2 separate regions of the Oryctolagus cuniculus genome follow, and region 1 is linked to region 2. The links are chromatin contacts, called in public Micro-C maps. All regions are on one chromosome and are shown on one strand. The core of a region is the stretch at or near the end of the contact, and the rest is flanking DNA. Distances in the headings are between cores, read along the strand shown. Region 1 holds the start of AP1S2 (adaptor related protein complex 1 subunit sigma 2). Region 2 has its middle 16 kb from the start of CLTRN.

What was found. Hi-C and Micro-C count contacts between places; a contact is called where the count stands out from the background.
Region 1: a contact with region 2 is called in a Micro-C map of ear pinna, with 2.8 times the contacts expected there. The contact joins the promoter of AP1S2 here to the enhancer-like site in region 2. A contact is called at or near these places in 2 of 6 Hi-C or Micro-C datasets (ear pinna and an unstated tissue).

What each region holds. Positions count from the first base shown.
Region 1 is chrX:1,995,935-2,002,421 of mOryCun1.1, forward strand. AP1S2 (adaptor related protein complex 1 subunit sigma 2) reads right to left here and starts at 4,297. Exons shown (of 6, transcript XR_007912139.2): 1 at 3,982-4,297; 2 at 1,703-1,881. LOC138847720 (a long non-coding RNA gene) reads left to right here and starts at 3,714. Exons shown (of 4, transcript XR_011385664.1): 1 at 3,714-3,831.
Region 2 is chrX:1,818,342-1,825,749 of mOryCun1.1, forward strand. No RefSeq gene overlaps it. Among named protein-coding and RNA genes, the nearest start is that of CLTRN, 16 kb to the left of the region's middle. Within about 2 kb of position 5,955, at least 8 of the 8 cell types and tissues checked have an H3K27ac peak or open chromatin away from gene starts, as enhancers often do. A contact at or near this core is called in ear pinna, where this site is marked.

The sequences.
Region 1 (6,487 bases), core at 3,047-5,546, 180 kb after region 2:
GCTGCCCCCCAAAACTGCATTTTTTAGCTCACCATTAACCTTCTTCCCTTTCCTTCACGTCCCACTTCTAGGAGTGACCAAGTCTTATGAAACTTACCTGGGTAATAGCTCTCCTGCCCAGTGTTCAGGACCTCTGTATGATGCAGTCTCCTATTGGACCGAGAGGTGCCAGTCTCATCCCACCTGTCCCCCATTCATTGCCCTATTTCTATCTTTAAGAAAAGGAAATCTTTTTTCACTCCTGTTTAAAACCACTGTTTCCATTCTTAAGATATGAGTTATAGCCCCATGTCCACCACTAACTAGCATATGACCTTGGACAAGTCACTTCTCTCAAATTCTCACTTTTTATAAAATTGAAGTTTGATTAACAATGGTTTTCAAACTCACAAACTCTCCTGTTCAAAGGGTCAAAGCCAACTGAGAAAGGGTACAGGATTCTCCTTCTTGATTGCACAAGAACAGCTTCACTTTCATTTTAAGTTTTTTTTAAAAGTATTTGACTAATTATTCTAAGACATACCTCAGCTCTCAAATGCTATGATGTTTCTATCTTTCTCAACAAATAATAAACCAAACACTGGATACAAAATCACCCAGAGGTAGCTAAATTCATTCCATAATAAAAGAAGATTCTATAGTATTTAAGAAACTCTTTATGTGCTATTATTTCCTTTTCTTTCCCTCTACCCTATTACCATTTCCTGAGCAAAAAAAAACCCATCCTTTGGAATGCAATAAAGGAAAGCTGAGAAAAAAACCAGACCTCTCTGCAGATGCCTCTTTGCATCCCAAATGACTAGTTACCTACGTGCTCCCTATACAAGGGAATTTTTTACACGTAGAAGTGCTGTTATCTTAAATTCAGTAAATTATTCAAAAGGGTACAGAAATGAGGAAGAAACAAAAGTAAATGTTCCTTCAAGAAATGTTCAGTAAAAGAAGTTGTTATATTTCATTTAGCCTGCTTAGAATAGTGTTGAGAAATTTATTTTAAGGTATCAGAGTTTCATATACTAATAAAGATACACAGCATTTTTAAAATTCTCAATGTAAAAAACCAATCTAATAGTCATTCTCCAATATAAAATTAAAAAAAACTTCCTTGGCAAAATGATATATTATATCTAATCATATCTCTACCAGAGCAACAAGTGTATTTTGAATTAATACACACTACTAACAAAACAGATCCTGTGTATATGCAAAGTTTTTAAACATTTGTATGGTTGAAAGTCTATGTTCCCAAGATATTTAGAAGATTCTAATAGTCAGATAAAAGGCATGTCAAATATCAGTTATTATTTTATAGATTTGCAGGGAGAAGGGATTAGACTGTTATCTATGCTTCTCTAAATTCAGAGAATTTCTCACATAATTTAAAATTCTGACCCTATTTCCTCCTGCAATGAAATGAACTGGGTTTTTCTAAAAAGATGATTATAAATAGTCATTTATGTCTTTAATTATATAATTAGTTCTAAAATGATTTCCCTTTTATCATTTTAGCCTGGATAATCAATCAAAACAGCAGTTATTTTAAAAATACAAAGCTTTACTGCTTTACTCTAAATATTTTTCTCCTAAATCTTTATTAATCATTATTTCTAAATGTGATCAACAAAAGTCTGACATCTCCATGTTACAAATGACCTAACAATTGACTCTTTTATTACACCTTTCTGATAAATAAAAACTATACCTTTTGTAAACAATCTTCAGATCTCGCCACTCAAGAAAGCTGCACATTTTAGGTTTCCGTGCTAAAACAGTCTGAACAAGTTCTCTTGTGATCTTTTTCTTCTCTTTGTCTGACAGTGGGACATACCATTTCTGCAGTCGAAGCTTCCCCTGACGACTAAAAAGCAGCATAAACTGCATCTGTTAAGACAAGTAAAGTAAAGATCACATGCGGTACTTTGACTCAATACGGTTAATACATGTTTTTCAGAGGAACCTGTGAGAGCAGGGCATTAAACTGACAATTAGCAGCTATCATTATTTTTATGTCACTTGAAATAGCAGGAAATTCTTTTAGAAAGATCTTTCTGCTAGATACAACCCTTCCCTTCCCATCTCACTCTGTTCCACATAAGTTTGGAGAGGAATGGGTGGGAAAAAAAAGAAAAAACAGGTATATTGCAGTGAAATTTTTGAACAAAAAGCTGTCCCTTGTAATTTAGAAACTATTTTCTACCTGTGCTCATACAGTCCACACTCCCTATATGCATCAAAAGAGAACTGTAGATATCAATTGGTTTAGGTACATTTGAAAGAAACAGGCAATCTACTATTTTTCAGCCCAAGGCTTTTCTAGTCCCAGGGTGAATTACTTGTAGACTTTGAATGCTCTCTTCCATTTATGCTAGCATATTTTAAAAAAAACAGAATGAGCTAAAATATTCACCAAAAAAGAGGATCTCACAAATACATGTTTTTCTTAATAAGATCCTGATCTTAAAGTATCTGTTTTCATCTCATTTTTAAAAACATAAATATGCACATAATTAAGAGTCAGGTTAATGTAATATTATGAAAATCAAATCTTTAAAATGTCAAAATAATAATTAGATATATTCAGGGGCATTATATGAAATATTACATTTAAAACAATAAAAAACAGCATCTACAGATGGATTGGATACTGAATTCTAGTGTTTTTAACACCTAACCTAATTTGTGTGTATTTATTTGGAACCTGCAAATCTGTTGATTAGTCTGAATGTTCTGTTAAAGGCAAGCTTATGGTAAGTCAACTGGTCATCAACTGCAAACAGTATTATTTCTACAAGATAATGTAAAGATAGAATTCAGATACGTATTCTGTTTTCTTTTAAGCATGGCAAAGAAGATTCAAGCCTGATTCTTAAAACTCACACCATCTTGAACATGGGGAGAGAGAATTTATACAATCAATATAGAATAAAATGAGCCCTAAATTTCTATATGAAATTATTTGATATGAAATTAAAATAATGCAAAAAGACATCAACCAGATACTTGGCAATTTACGACATGACAATTTTAACTTTATTAAACTTAAGGCTTATTACCGCTCGTAACATGCTTCAGTGGCACAAAATACACGGACATTACTCAGGGATATCAAAGTGCCTCCATGTAAGTTGCAAAATCAGCGGCATTCGAAAAGGGGGCAGCAAGCGAAGCATCAACTGGACATTTAAAGCAAACCCGTTACCAGAACTTGGAAGAGAATGAACCTCGTATTCCTTGATCTCGGTGGCCAGGAGGGGCGGGGGTTTGCTTGCCAAAAAGAGTCTGGGTTCAAGGCTGTCGGGAGCAGGGTCCTGTATCTGCCCTACCACTTTACAAGAAGAAAACACAACGTATTCTCTCAAAATAAATTATGTACTAACATGGGACGAAATCCGGTTGCAAGGCACAAGTATCCTGTCTTATTAAACACGAATGCTTTGATTGTGCCGCAAATCACAGGGTACCACAATTCTGGGAAACGGGCATTTAAAAACAATGGGCTCAGCCTCGGAGCGAGCTCGGGACCAGCTTTCCTTGGGTCCCGCCGTCTCCGATGCCTCCCCCCCTTCCGGGGCTACACTCCATCACTGACCAAGCCTGAGCGAGGTGACAGGCAAGGAGCGGAGCAGACAATGGCATCCGCCGCCGCGCAGGGGGGCGCCAAGAGTTCTCGGCCGCCGCCGTCCCCGGCCGCCAGCCCCTCCCTAAAACGCCCCGCAAAACTTGAGACGATTCCCGAACCACAGGTGCCGCGGCGCCCCGGCGGAGCCCCGGACTAGACCCCGCATTCCCAGGCGCCGCGCAGTGGTTTGCGGGGGGCCGACGTGGAAAGAAGTGAGTTGTGGGGCGCGGCGCCCAGGTGGCGGGCCGGCGGGCTCGGGGTGGGGTCGTCGGAGCGCGCGCGGGGCGGCGGGGGGCGCGCCCAGCCATCCCTCCCCCTCCCCATCCCCATCCCCAGCGTCCCCACTCGCCCTCGGGACTTACGGCAGCCGCGGGCCGCGGGTGCGGCTGGGCTCGGCCGGCAGCGGCGGCGGCTGAGGGGAAACCCCTGTCGCCGCGGCGAGTAGGAGACGCCGTGTTGCTGTGGGGAGGGGACCCAGTTGTCGGAAAGCAGGCTTAGGCGGCGAGGGGAGGGCGAGCCAACAGACTCCGCCCCAGGGGCCGGACGAGGGAGGAGCTGGGGCTGCGGCTAGCGGAGAGGCGGGCTGGACGACGCGCGGGAAGCGGCCCAACGGCAGCCAACGGCACCCGGAGGCGGCGCAGGCGACCGCGTAGTCCGACGAAACCGATTGGCCGCGTCGTCACCGAGAGGAGTGGTGCGAACCGGAAGTTGGGCCACGTGACCCGGAAGCGGCCTCGGCAGCAGCCAGCGCGCCTGCGTACTCAGGCTCGTGCCTTCGGGACGCGAGCGGGTGGCTGCCTTGGCTCTTTTGGTGACGGGAGGACGTGGTTCCGCGGCGACCTTAGGCGACCCTGTGGTTCGAGGCAGAGAAGGTTCTGAACGCGAAGAGCCAAGTTCGAGCTCCGATGACTCTCCGTGTCCCAAGAGGGTGGGATAGGGAGGTGTGACGGCCGGTGATGATGGTGGGAGGAGAAAGGGAGTGCTGCAACTCTGGGGAAAGCAAGGCAGCTCTTTCGCGGAGCCCTTGCATGCGTTCACAGGGCCTTTTGCTAGGTAGACGGCCTCTCCTTCCCATCGCAGTGCTACAGCCCTAGCCCAGACACTTTTTACCACAAGCTTCGCACCCTGGGCTTGCCTCGCCCATCTTCAGGGCTGCGGACTGGATGAGTTATGTCCTCAGCTGAAAAGCCCAGACACCACTTCGTCTTCGAGATCCCGCTTGCTTCACACGGGATCGCTCCCACCAGCCGCCTGGGTTTAGCCTGGCCAACGACTTGCTCTGCCTGACATGCCCTTCCTCTCAAATGTCACAAGTATGAAGCGTCACCCTAAAACCCTGTAAGAACGAATACGTTTTTCACCAACATGTCCATTAGTCTGTATTTAGCACGTCTTGGATTTATTCATTTTGCATTCCAACTTAGTTCACTGCTTGGTGTGTAACACAAGTTGGCTGGTAAAGACTGAAATGAATGATAGATTTGTTAAGGGCCGTGATGCTGAGCACACTGCTGGGCACGTAATCAGTGTTCATACTTGGTGTTTGAATGATGGAATGAATGAATCATCTAGTCCAACTCATCTTTTATAGATAAGGAAAGGGGAGCCCCACGGGATTAGGTGACCTTGCTTGAACAGCCACGGGTTTCCCATGTCGAATGCTATTCATTACTCCAGTCAACTGGGTTCCTACAAAGGAAGCTAGAAAATTGCTTTTGTTGGGCCATGCCCTTTTTGCAGAGGTTTGTAAAACGTAGTTGTCAGATTTTTTTTAATGGCCCAAAGTAAAAATCGCAAATTTTTTCCATGAAAGTAAATTCAGTCAACTTGAAGGAACCCTTTATTAGAGATCATGTTATCTGTGCAAGGGAAGAGAGGGTTATTACAATAAACATGAAACTAAGATACTAAATAGCGGTTTGGAGGCATTTGAAAATGCCCTTGTTTGGCAAAATAAAAAATGTAATGCTTCTCCATTTCTGCATTACTGTGCCACTTGGAAAGTTCCCTGGTGACATGTATGATTAATGTATACTGGAATATTACAAAGGGGTCGACAAAAACCACAGAGCTAGCTTTCTATAGTTCTTTAGGCCCCCTGCCCAAATTTCTCCCTGCCTAAACATGCCCCAGATGTGCTTGCTAATGTCCCATTTCTCCCTTACTACTTGAAACAGATGCCACTAACCAGTTCAAAGATAGCTGCAATACTATGAAATAAAAACTTGCCCTCTGATTCCGAATGCTGCCTTTTTTTTTTTCTGTACAAAGTACGTGTGTATTCAACGTTCTTGACATAGCTGCCTCCAAATTTAAACTCATCGGTTATGCACCTAATGTTGGTGTATGGCTCTGAAAATGAGGACTAGGGACTTGCTGATGACATACTGGCAATCTCCTCTCCGTGTTCCTAGTCAAAAAAAAAAAAAAAAAAAAGAAGTGGGAGTGGGGGCAGGGAGGGGAGGGAATTATGGGAAAAATAATTAGCAGCTGAAAGCAGCTATTACATAATCTTGGCTGCCTATTAATTTAGCAGAAGGAATGGCTTATTAAATTCTAATAGCAACAGCACAACTGCAAACAACCTAGCAATTAACAGTGCAGGGCCCATTATTTTGTTAATATGTTCTCTTCCTTTGGCAAGTGTATGAGAACAAAATTTACAGAAGCAGATGGTCTTTTTCAGTAGATTATAGATGGTTTATTCCCCAGTCTTAGTATTAAGTGCTAATTGTGCATTCACTGTGAAAGACAAAAGAAACACGGTTGCCATCTTTGTTAGTAATTAACTGCTTGACTTTGATTTCCACAATTTCCAAATTGTAGGCTTTATTATATACATGTTCTTTCTCACCTAGTATCTTTTTC
Region 2 (7,408 bases), core at 4,705-7,204:
ATTAGCCTATTAAGCCCTGGCGCTGGCTGCCAATGTTCCTTTGAAACTGACCCTGATTATTGTTTCCTTGTCACGAATGGGAATTTAATAAATCTTTAGCACCTAAAACTAGTACCATGAAACCATTTCAGACATAATGTTAACCCCATAGATTTTAACTGATTTAGCAAAATGTATCTGCCTGTGAACACACTAAAAGAAATCAAAACCTTTAATAACTAAACATGGAAATATTTTATGAGATAAATATTTTATACTTTTTAAAAAAAGATTTATTTATTTATTTATTTGAAAGAGTTATACAGAGAGAGAAGGAGAGGCAGAAAGAGAGAGGTCTTCCATCCGCTGGTTCACTCCCCAATCGGCTGCAATGACCAGAGCTGTGCTGATCCAAAGCTAGGAGGCAGGAGGTTCCTCCGGGTCTCCCACATGGGTGCAGGGGCCCAAGGGCTTGGGCCATCTTCTACTGCTTTCCCAGGCCATAGCAGAGAGCTGGATCAGAAGTGGAGCAGCTGGGACTTGAAGCAGCGCCCATTTGGGACGCTGGCACTGCAGGAGGCGGCTTTACCTGATACGCCACAGCACATGCCCCTGAATAACCTTTGTTTAAATTGGAATGAAATGTATGTACTATATAATAAACATGCCAAGGTGTTTATATTAATTAATACAGTATTTTCAGTATAACTAGGTAACAAAATGATTTCATTCTCTTTGCACTGGCTGTTAATATTAAGATGCATGGGAGGGGGGCCAGCGCTGTGGCATAGCAGGTTAAGCCTCCACCTGTGGTGCTGGCATCCTGTATGGGTGCATGTTCGAGACTGGGCTGCTCCACTTCTCAACCAGCTCCCTGCTAATGTGCCTGGGAAAGTGCTTGGGCCCCTGCCACCATGTACAAGACCTGAATGGAGTTCCCAGCTCCTGGCTTCAGTTAGGCCCAGCCCCAGCCATTGCGGAAGATCTCTCTCTTCCTCTGTAACTCTGCCTTTCAGATAAATCTTTTAAAAAGAAAGCTGCATGGGGAGAAAAGATATTTTTTTCTATTGTGCACAATACTCTATTTGAACTCAGTGCTTTTGAGTCAGGGTTGATTTTGTCCTCTGGAGGATAACTGGCAATGTGTGGAGACATTTTTGGGTGTTACAAATGGTGGAGAAAAGGGGTGGGACTGGCATCAGATGAACAGAGGTTAGGAATAATGCTAAACATCCTACAAATTTTAGAAACATCATTTAGTCCTATATCTGGTACATTTTTTCTTCATGTGTTAGGTTCACAGAAATAACCTACACAAGAATGAACAAGAGATAAAAGGGAACCATATGTGTGTACAGGAAATTAAGCCTTTTGTAAGATTGCAATATCATTTGTTCTATATTCTGAATTTGTCGTTAAAGTTAGCTTATTGATGTTTTTAATTAAGATGACTAATGAAAAAGAAATAATTTCTTGGTGGTCGGCGCCCTGTGCATAGATGGGCTGCCAGTCCAACAATTCATGACTACATTCTTATTCTCCTTGTCATTGACACTGAAACTATTTCCACATTAAAAATCTTCATTAGCAAGTAACTAAGTGCTAAGAGAATCCATCACTTTGGCCTCTAAAATCTGAATCTGGCTTGGCTTTTCCAATACATCTATATTAATGCTCCCTTCACCTTCCTCCTCTGAGCCATTCATTCTACCAGCTAGTCTCTGCAAGTGGGCCATGTCCCACCACTGTGTTTCCAGTGTGTTTGTTTTCACAGGGTTTGCTTTACTGGAATCCTGCGAGCTTTCCTTTTTTTTTTTTTTTTTTAACCTTTAAACATCTTAGCCATTGTTCCAGGTCTATCTTGATTATCACCTCCTTTGAGAAACATTTCTTTTTTTTCCCCACCTGCTTTTGTTGTGCAGTTTTATAATTGACTTGTAGAATCCAGGAACATTTTATCCTCTTCTTTTCCTGTATTTCCATAGCATGTTTTTCACACCTGTACATGCATTTATTGGCAGCATGATTTACTTTTGTATCCTACAAAATTTTAAGTTTCTATAGGGCAGGAACTATGTTTGGGCCCTCTTTGCATGTCTCCCAGCCCACGGATATCTGGTAATTTAAGAACACTGAATTGATTAATTTGAATCAGAAATGGCAGTTCTAAGAAGCTGGAGAGTGTGGAAATGAAATACAGCACTGTGAAGTATACTGCAAGGTGTGTGCTTTGAGGTTCTTCTTTTTTAAATTCCTAGTGAGAAAAAAATTTTTTGTCCATAATCCTTGAAAAACAAGAAGTCCTGAGGTTTGGGATATGTCTGTCTCCATCTCCAAACATTATGCCCTTTAGAAGATGAGAATCATATGAAGCTAGGATATTTGGAAAGCTCATCAAATTTTATAGGTTAATTAATAGCCCATAACCATTATGAACTTTGTCTTATTTTTCACAGGTTAACATTTTTCTACTTCAGAGAAAGTTAATCACTACTGCGTGGAAATAAAAATTAATTCAGAAAAACCGAGTGAGCATAATTCTACCAATTTGGTATTCCTAAAGAAAAATTCAAAGGAGACTTTTTTAAACAGAATATATTCATGCTTGTGTTTCACCTAAATCATGGAGAGCAAAACTTCACAGTAAGTCTCATTTAGTAAAATGAAGATTTTACTGACATTTCTTCCTATATGTTTAACAGGTAGGTTAAACAAAACTTATAGGAGGTCACTATTCGAAACTGAATTCCTGCACCAGACCCAACAGATCAGACCAAACCAAAATGGAGTCATTTGTGCTAAATGCCATACACTCAAACTGAAACTTTTAAGGAAGCAGAGAGATCCCTTAACACATGAGTTCTTGCTGAAAAAAAGAGATTCTGGTCTAGCTGAGTCAGTGTAATAAAGAAGTCCCTGCTGCTTTAATCCTTTTAAAAACATAACCTCAGGTAAGTGCTGTTAACCAATTTTTTGTTGTTGTTCTATTCCCTCGTTTCCATCTTACAAAATCCACTGCCCTGCTATTGTCCAGTGACTTTCATTTGATTTTGTAAAATGGCAGATGCCCTAATTCATGAATCATGAATAAAAGCCAATTAAATCTATAACTATATATGTTGTAATTTTGCCTTTTGACAGTTCTAAGAGTTTTCTCATGGTTTTGGCAGGTCATGATTTTTTCTAGGCCAAAATTATTGCAGCCATGCTCTGTGTAGTATTTTCCATCCTTAATCATCTATTTGGCTGCCAGTTAGAGGTACCCAGTTAAGTCACATTTAACTCTGTTTTTATTTATTTGAAAGCAGAGAGCAAAGACAGAGACGGGGTGGGGAGGCAGGGAGAGAGATCTCCCATCCACTGGTTAACTCCCCAAATGCCTACAATAGACAGAGCTGGGCCCAGGCTGAAGCCAGGAGTCAAGAAACCAATCCACGTATCCCATGTGGATGGCAGGGACACAACTACTTAAGTCATCACCTGTTGCCTCCCAGGATGTGTATTACCAGGAAGCCAGAATCAGGAGCAGAGGCAGGATTCAAACCCAGGCACTTCAATATGGGGAGCTGGCATCCCAAATGGTTTCTTAACTATTATGCCAAACACTTGCCCCTGGTGAGTCATATTTAGCCCAGAATATTGGTATTTCTTTTGCCAATCTCTAGAAAGGTATGGAGTGGGTGGTAAGGGGCATTGGGCTGGGGATCTTTTAGGCCATATGCCGTCATTATTCTAAAAGCATTTTAATCTACTTTCATTCTGGTTAATACAAAAGATATATGCATTATATCAGAGTTTTACTCAGCAATAATGACCTTGAACCCTCAACTGTCTGAATCTCAACAAGAATCTTGTAATGAGAAATGTTGTCTTGTGGACTGCCTAAAGGATGTGTACATTAGACTGCTATCACTATCAATGTCAGATGTCAGGGAGGTTGCTGTTTGCACCCACTTGTCCATTTTTGCACCCTTGAAAGATATTGTTAATCTGTTAGAGAACTTTTTCCTTCTCTGCGTGGACTTAGCCACAACACTTCCCAACTAATTCAGCCAGCTAATGTGAATGCATGGGAATTGACATGTGAATTAAAATTTACTTGCCACATAAGGAAAGATGATCTAAATACTACCTTGAATCAAGCCAGACTATTGAGGGTCTGTACTCAGTTGAACAGGATAGTTTGGAAAGTCATAAAACTGATTTAATACACTGTGCTTTGTGATTGTGGCAACAGTATATTTTTAGGGCATCTGTGGGTAACTTCTTATGACACTTATCTCCTGCTGAGTCACAGTATCATCACGAAGAACAATCAAGAGGTCCCTTAAGAGTAAAAATCAAGAAAAACTATGCTTCTGAGAAATAAAATCCTGATTGGTTTATGTGAACAGTGCAAACCCTTGATATAATTATTGTTTCTTCTTTCTTATGGCTATTTGGAAGCTTAGAGTCAAATCTCTGCCTACTTTCAACAACTGTTCTGGATCCAAAAGCATGAATACTTGAGAATTAATCCTACCATTGCTGCATTATTCTCTCTCCATAAATTTTCCTTCTGGTTCCTTCAGAAATTTCTTCTATATAGTGCTGTCCATTTTGTGATAAGCTGTGTCAGATCACCTGAAGAAGAAGGTGAAGTGTAACTAATGCTATAAAAGACCAATGCAGTGAGGCAGGCATGTAGCATAGTGCTTAAGATGCCTGAGTCTCATACTGGAGTGCTTGGGTTCAATTCTTGGCTCCAGCTCCTGACTATAGCTTCCCACTTATGTAGATCCTGGCAGGTAGCAATGATGACTCAAGTAGTTGGAGCCCTGCCACCCACATGAGAGACCTTGATTGTTTCCAGTTCCCAGTTTGACCCAGCACAATCCCCAGCCATTTGGGCATATGGGGAATGAACCTGTGGATGAGGGCTTTCTCTGTGTGTCTGTCTCACTTGTCTCTCTGCTTCTCAAAAAATTGTTTTTGAAATTAATGCAGGAATTTATGCAGGCTGTAGGTGGGCCCATTTCTTATGAGTTTATTTTTTCTGTCAAAAAATGACTATGGCTGACCTTTGAAACATTTTATATAAATGAGATAGGGTTCTCAGAGCCAGAGTGTGCTCAATAAGAATGCTTTGTTGAAAACTGTTCTTGGGGCCGGTGCTGTGGCATGGCAGGTAAACCCTCTGCTTGCAGTGCTGGCATCCCATATGGGCACCAGTTTGAGTCCCAGCTGCTCCACTTTTGATCCAGCTCTCTGCTGTGGCTTAGGAAAGCAGTGGAAGATGGCCCAAGTCCTTGGGTCCCTGCACCCACATAGGAGACCTGGAAGCTCCAGCTGGCTCCCGATAGGCCCAGCTCCAGCTGTTGTGGCCACTTCGGGAGCGAATCAGCAGGTGGAAGGCCTGTCTGCCTTTTTGTAAGTCTGTCTTTCAAATAAATAAAATAAATCTTTAAAAAGACAGAAAGTGAGTGGCCTGGGAACCTAAGGCGTGGCCAGGGTGTCAGGCAGGGAAAAGCACAGGGGCAGGAAGAAGTGGGCGATATTGGTCACGGGGTTCTAGCTTGTGGCCTAGGAGCACCGCCAACATTGGCCAGGATGGAGAGGAGGTGGGATGAAGCATGAAAAGGACGTGACATGAACCAGAGTCTGGGCTGGCCAGAGACTAGGGAATGGACCCGCCAGTCAGGAACAGGCCCAGCAGAGGGGGTCCGGGGGTTGCCGTAAGGGTATCGCAGGGCGAGACTTAGCCCGAGCACTGAGGTGGTGACAAAGATGGTGGAGATCGCAAGCGGGAATGGGGCGTCAGAGGCGGACAGCAGCAGTGTTACCAGACTGCACCAGAGAGGGCTATGGGGTGGTCAGGATGGGCATGACCAGGGGTTCAGAGAGATGTGCAAAGAACGGCGCTCAGAGGCGTGGCCTGGCCGGCGCGTGGAGGAGTGGCCACGGGTGAAGCGGCAGACCGCGGAGCAGCGCGAGGAGCTGAGGAGAATGACGTGGGTAGAACGCAGAGACGGGGGCGTGACATAAATGGTGGAGCAGGCGGAGGGCCGGGGCCTGGGCAAGTTTACCGCGCGGGCGCGTGACCGCTGTGGGAGGCCCGTGTCGGCGACAGGAGATGTACAGTCATGGTGAAGAGAGATACAGGTCCGGTAGCTTGCAGAGGACAGAAAGGAGCTCGGGCGCCTGCAGCGTTGTCAGGGCGGGACTTCCGGCCTCTCGGTGACGGACGCCGGAAGGACGGAGGCTTGGCCCGGATTTGCGACGTTTTCCCGGCATATGGGCGTGGCGAATCGCGATGGGGCGTGGCCTGGATGGCTGCGCTGTGTAGGCTCGTGTCCGGGAGCCAGCGACAAGGTTTGGGCTGCTGGAAATCTTTCCGGTAAGCTCAGCGGTTATATGGAGTGTGGGCAGCCAGAGAGGACAAGGACTTTGTCCCAACCCTGCTTACACAGACACACGGCCTCGCACCACCATGGGTCCCGGGGCTGGAGAAAATGCTGGCATCGTGAGGATGGCCAGGATTCCACCGGGTCTTCTCTGAGGAATGGACATGGGAGGGTGGCGGCGGCGAATGACCCCTCCTTCGGGGATAAGAAAGTTACAGTTGTCCGTCTTTCCCACGACTATGCCAGGGGTCGTGTACAGACTCACAGCCACTCCCGGAGTGGAGAATCAACCGAACGCTTGCATCCTATGACAAATCTGACTCTTCTCCACTGCTCAGTGTCTTCTAGCCTTGCTTTAGTTCCCCGCACCAGAGCTGGAGAGGAACCTCCAAACTAGAAAGACTGCTGGTGGCTGGGAATGTATGTGAGTTCAGCATGAAGTGCTGCTGTCCTGAGGTGGCTGGAAAGCAGTTACTATTGATATCAGTGTAATTCGGTCACGTTTATAATGCTGGAAAGAAAGACTGGAGAAATACCTGAAGTTGGCGAAGGTAGAGGCTTACATCTAAATTTGGAAAGAAATTGTTGTACAGCCACCGTTGTTTATAACCATGTTGTTTTCTGCTTCTCCTTCATTTGCTGATAATCTGGCCATTTCCTCCTTGCTGGTTAAGTCCTTGCTGGAGCCTGGACGATAGTCAGAAATCCCTGGTGAGAGAAGCTACCCCCTTGCATCTCTCAGAGCAGCCACTGTTTGCAACCTGTATCCAAGTGCACAGTAAATGGAAGTTCTTCCTACCCACCTTCTCTTCTGAAACCTGAAGAAAAGCTGCACTGTTGTTGAATATTTTGGAGATTAAAATATTTCTAGGGCTTTCCTCCTTTGCCTGGATGTTTTTGAAGCAGTAACTGGGCTGGAATTCACTGAGAGACCCAAAGCTGCAAGAGTACCATTCTCTGTGCCTTTACCCATCTGTCCTTGTTCTACCTGGAGCCAGGCAAAAAGCTGCCACTGCTCAAAGTGGAGCAATAAAGATTGAGTAAAT